Linked DNA regions of Mus musculus: region 2 is linked to region 1. A link is a contact called in public Micro-C data. All regions are on one chromosome and are shown on one strand. Each heading gives the region's core, a stretch centred on a gene start, on an enhancer-like site or on the middle of the called end of the contact. The rest is flanking DNA. Distances are from core to core; before and after follow the strand shown. Region 1 has its middle 13 kb from the start of Gm36409. Region 2 has its middle 24 kb from the start of Gm839.

Region 1 (2,700 bases), core at 64-2,563:
GCTTCCTCCACCCCCAACTACTCTTGAGCATCCTCAACATATTCTCTGCTGTTCTGATGCCCTGTTGCCTTGGAGACCACTCACAGGCTTCCTGGGGCTGAGGATGGAGGAGACAGTTCTGGGGTACTGGGAGGACAGAGTGACATCTTGGAGCAGCCCACAGGCCTGTACCACATGCCAGTCCTCTGCACCGCAGGAAGACCAAGGCTGAGAGTAGTCCTGTCTGGCTCTGGGCCAGGGCAGGCTCTTCCTAGCTGTTAAGGAGAACTGGAGCTGTCTTCTGTCTTCTACGCTCTCAGTGGGCGTGGAGCCAGCCGTGGCTCAGCTGAAGGGCCAGCAGGGGGCTACAGTGGTGTGGATTGTCAGGGCCTGCGGCTGTCACGCCTCTCTCACGGCTTCTAGCCTTTATTCAGGAGGATATTTCTCTTTCCAGTGCACACCACACACATTGGCTGATTTATAACCCAAACTATTGTTGGAGTTATGTGTGTGTTTCACCACTCTTAATTTATAAGTGAGGAAACTAAGGCACAGAGAGGTTAAAAATCTTGTCTGAATTCACACAACTTAGTAGACAGGTGCAGATGAGCCAAGCAGGCTAATCAGCATTTGTCCCCCTGGGTCCATGGTGTGCCTTTCTGTGAGCTTAGCCACCCTGGGGTCATAGTCTTTGGTGGAACATAGAGCTGTAGAATAGGGCCTAGGAAGGGTGGAGGTTGGCCTTGGACTTCTGCTCCCTCCTGCTGTGGTGGACACTGCGCTAGTTGCTTCTCAGCCCTGTGACGCCAAGCTTTGCTCAGCCTGGGCATGGCTGAGACAAGACACCACCTGAGATTCCTTATCTGAAGCACTCTGCTCATACAGTCTCATCACCAGACCCTGCCTCAGAAAACGGCCCTCAGGCGGAAGCCAGCCTCGGAGCGGCATGCCAATGCTTCCATTTCAGCCAGCTCTTGCAGCCTTTGCTCTAGCTTTCTGCTCCACACAGAGGCTCGCTTCACCCTGAACGTGCCATGGTCTGCCCTGTGACTTCCTGAATCGTCCCTTCCTCCTTCAGTGACGAACAGGCTCCCTTTCCTGAGCTCTGCTATAGACATTTGTCATCTGATCCTGGGTCCTGTTTGTTCCCTGATCAAATCATTTTTGTACCAGGAACAAGAAACCCAGTGAGGCTCCGCAGGCTGAGAGCAGAAGGCCTGGGTCCACTTATCCCAACCAGAAAGGTGGTGCCATCTCATTGTAGAGGGGAGGACCACACATCTGGTCTCCTGACCACGTCACGCTGGCACATACGTTCAGCCTGACTCCTTGCATTCTTTGGGGATAGTCTCACACATATTTCTAGACTCCAGATTTCTGCCTGTGAATGTCTGGAATGTGGCTAGGGAGACCAGCCACTGAAGCCAGGCCACAGATTTGCTTACATGACAGACTGCAAACACCCCCCCCCCTTTTTTTTTTCCCCATGACTGGCCTGGAAGTGTCTCTAAGAGTGGGTTTGGGAGAGGGGACATCAGTCAAGCATAGGCAATGAGGAATGTTGGAACAAACTTGGAGCTGCTGGTCCCAGGTGGCACCGCCCCACTGGGAAAGGTGCTTTGAAGTGGCACCACTAAGGTGAAAATGAGAGATGGAGGAGACGCTGGATGCTAGGGTACCTTGCATTTTGAGTGCAGCCAGCCCTCCCCAGGCTATAGATGGGTCTGAGTGGGAGTCTGATGCTTATAACAGAAAGATGGACCCGCACATTCTTGTGGTAGGCAGGGACAGGGCCTGTGTGGTCAGAGTCATGTCCTCTGTATGGTGGTCACCTGGCTGTGCCTGCAGACTACCTCCTCCCTGTCTCCTCTTCAGGGCCCTGTTGCGATTCCTGCTTTTCTCTCTCTCTGGCTGCTGCCCTTCCTGATTGAGGTGGCCACCGTTTCCATCTGTGGCTAAATCTGACGCCATATCCTCTCTTGTTTTTCTACCCCCACTAACTGCTTCTGTGGCCGAGTCATGTGTCCTGGCTTCCCTGCAGGTAAAGTGGTCATCTGACTTGCTTCTGACCAATGGAAGGAAAGGGAGGCTTTCCTGGGGCAGGCAGAAATCTGGCTTTCTGCATAAAGTCATGGAGTCTCATAAGTTTTTCTCTCCCTTTCCTGCCTGCCTCTCCCTTTCCATCTTCCCCTCCCTGGGGAGTGGAGTTCAGGATCCCATGCGTGCTGAGCTGAACAATGTATCTGTGTTGCATCCAGCCTGCTTTCCGGTGCTGTGGACATGCCATGCCTGCAGTCACAGTGGCTGCAGAATGGCTGGTAGCAGGATGAAAAGCTTGTTGGTTGAGCATCAGGAAAAAGACCTGACAATGTAGTACTGGACATCTTGGTTGAGGAAATAAAGAAATCAAGCTGGGGTTGGGCTCAAAGCTCCCTTCCTGCTAGCCAGTGCCAGAAAGTGCTATGCAGGCTGTTGGGCGAGAATTGTCACCAACTGGCTTACTCAGTTTCAGACTCTATGCCATAGGAGTGACCAGCCAGGCAAGAGGTGATAGTGGCAGGTCTGTTACAGGAACCATCATCTCTTTCTGACTGGAATTAGTGCCTGTTCCATGGGATGCAATTCAGGTCTTGTACTGTAAGTGAAGTCAAAAGCCCATGGCCTGGGAGGCCATAGGTCCTAGTGTGGAAGAGGTGGGGCAGGGGGAGAGGATGGCTCACT
Region 2 (2,700 bases), core at 12-2,511, 280 kb after region 1:
CTTGCTGGTTTAGTTAGTCTAGCTAGCAGCTTGCCCAGGGCATCCTCTATCTCTGCCACTGGAGCCTAGGGTTATGGCAGCTTCCAAGAAACACCCAGCATAGATGTGGGTTCTGGGGACTCAGGTTTCAGTCCTTATACTTCCATAGGAAGCACTTTGCCCACTAAGCCATCTTTCCAGAGTCCATATGCAAATTAAAAGAATATAAAAACTGAAAACTAGCAGGACAATACACAGATTTGCATCAGGAAAGACAAGGGTCACCAGTGGGTCATGAAGCATTTTCCAAACCAAAGCTCCTGTAGGGTCTTAGGGCCTAGTGAACGTGCCCTGCCCTCACCCTTCATCCGGAGCTGGGGGTCAAGTGCCGAATGCCATGTCAGTTTTATATTGAGTGACCTCATGGTGTGAAGAATTGAGTGGGTGTCAGCTCTGTTGCTGTGCAGGGACCCTGGGTGCCCCAGGATCAGCACAGAGTCCTCATCGTCCTGTGGATGCCCGACCTGCCAGCACATGTCCAGAGTGGGGGAGGAAATCATGAAACTCCCAGCTCCAGTAATTCCACCCCTGGGAATTCTCTCTGAGCAAGCAAGGCAAAAAGGACGCAGGGAGAAAAAGCCTCAGGCGAGAATATACGGGTGGAAGCACTTTTTAGCATTGATTACGGAAAATGTCAACTCCACACAAAAGTAGAGAGACAGGAATAACGAATGTGTGCCAGCCGCAGCTTGGAGGCAGCATCCACAGCCGGTGTGCCTCCACCCCCAACACTCCCGTACACACGATCCGTGTGGCAAGTGAGCCTCATACGTCATCGGACCATTTTATCATAAATATTTCAATTTGTGTCTCTGGCAGATAAGGAGTTTAAGACATCTAATCTCAGTATCATCACGCTCAACAGAATTAATAATTCTTTAATATCGTTTAATTCTCAGCCTGTGTGCGAATTCCCAGATGTCTCCAGTGATCTCTTTGGAGTTAGTTCAGCAGCGGCAGCAACCGTCGGAATGCAAACAAGGATTTGCGGTTGTTGCTGCTGCATTTCTTTTAGACCTCTTCTTCCAGATCAGCTTTCTTTCCCTTCTTCCCTTTCCCCTCATGGAAACATTTTAAAATAATGTCCTCAAAATGGAAAACAATCTCACATGTCCAATGCCAAGGACCACTTAGGCAGCGTATGGTCCCTTGGCCTGGGGAGCCCCAGCGTCCTGCTGTCCCTGGCTAAATATAACCACAAGCAGCTGGCCGTGGGCTGCCTGGAACGGCTCTGGCCTGGCCTGGCTGCCCGCCACCCGAGGTGCCTGGCCTGCTGGCTTGGCTGTGCCCTCGGCTGCCCTCCTTGGGATCTGGCAAGCCACTCATGGCATGTCAGACCTGGCCCTGAAACTCCAGCCAGGCAGCTGTGCCCAGCAGCTGGAGCAGAGCCCACCAAGCTCCCCTGATGACAGCACTCAAGTGTTAAATCATCAGCCAGGAGACCATTGAGCTCTACGTGGGGGGAGAGAAAGATCACTTGGAACTGTACATGGCTCTATGTGGGGGTAGAGAAAGATGATGCAGGACTGTACACAGCTCTACGTGGGGGGTAGGGAAAGATCACCCAGGACTGCCCACACTGGCACCTAAGAGCATATGTGTGGGAGTATCATAGGAGAAACAGAAATGTCCATCAAGCAAACAATAAGACAGATTCCTGAGAGAAAGCCAGTAGTCACTGTAAGGAGCTAGGAGAAAGTTGAGCACGTGTGATTTTTTTTTTTTCCTGGATTGCTTTCAGATGTAGCTATGGCTAAAGCAAACCTCTTCATCCCTTGTTTATCCATCATCCATTCTAGCTGGATCCACCTGTTGGAGAAAAGGAGTGGCTACTGTTTGTTATTCACTGGGTTGCTATAGGAACACTCTCCTTCCAGAAGAAATGGGGAGGTACCAGCAGGAGGGGAGGTGTGGACTGTCACTGCTACCCCAGCGTGGGCTTCCTCTGCCTTTCTTCCTCTAACCACAGGAGGTGGCTGGCTGGCAAGGAAGGAGGTTGACAAGCACCCTCGGGTGTCTTCAAAACTGTGAGCATTTCACGATATGCTGTCATTATTATTCAGGTGTGGTGAGAGCCACAGGTCAGAGGACTGCCACTGAAGGAAAGATGGCCGTGCCCCACTTTTCCTTCACAGCATTAGGGCCACAAAAGAAGGACAGGGCTGCACCAGGTAGGTAGGGGGTGGGGCATGTGGATATGCAGGGCTGTGGCACCTGCAGAAAGGACAGGGAGGGGATGAGCAGGGATGGGCAAGGGGCTAGTAGAACAGGGGCCATCTCTGCCTGATGATTTCGGACACTGGGTTATTCAGGTGGTGGGAATCCAGGAACCCAGTGGAGGAAGTGCTGGGTGTAAGAGTGTAGATGAGGTGGTCTATGTAGGAAAGCTGTGGCCCTGTGTGTTGTTTCTAAACTCTGGCTACACTGAAGAGAGCCTTCTTCTCTCTGGCGATAGTAAAGCTCCTGGTATCAAAGAATATGACTAAGAAAGAACGCTCTCCTTATCTCAGTCCATCTGTCTAATCAGCAATTGCTAAGGCACAGCTTCCACATGGAAACCTGTTCCTTCCATTGCCTCCGGCTTTCACCCAATAAATACCCTAATCCCCCTTGAATGACGCTGTTCCTTGTCTTCACACACCCCCACTCATCCACCCTACC

The links. Hi-C and Micro-C count contacts between places; a contact is called where the count stands out from the background.
Region 2: a Micro-C map of muscle stem cells shows a contact between it and region 1, with 5 times the contacts expected there. The contact joins two enhancer-like sites. A contact is called at or near these places in 9 of 484 Hi-C or Micro-C datasets (the N1E-115 cell line, Sertoli cells, cerebral cortex and 4 more), 7 of 115 datasets of contacts at active chromatin or transcription factors (the 230-238 cell line, differentiating embryonic stem cells, embryonic basal ganglia and 4 more) and 1 of 9 other capture datasets (embryonic tail).

What each region holds. Positions count from the first base shown.
Region 1 is chr6:88,959,813-88,962,512 of GRCm38.p6, forward strand. No RefSeq gene overlaps it. Among named protein-coding and RNA genes, the nearest start is that of Gm36409, 13 kb to the right of the region's middle. Within about 2 kb of position 1,314, at least 73 of the 459 cell types and tissues checked have an H3K27ac peak or open chromatin away from gene starts, as enhancers often do. A contact at or near this core is called in muscle stem cells, where this site is marked.
Region 2 is chr6:89,238,395-89,241,094 of GRCm38.p6, forward strand. No RefSeq gene overlaps it. Among named protein-coding and RNA genes, the nearest start is that of Gm839, 24 kb to the left of the region's middle. Within about 2 kb of position 1,262, at least 53 of the 459 cell types and tissues checked have an H3K27ac peak or open chromatin away from gene starts, as enhancers often do. A contact at or near this core is called in muscle stem cells, where this site is marked.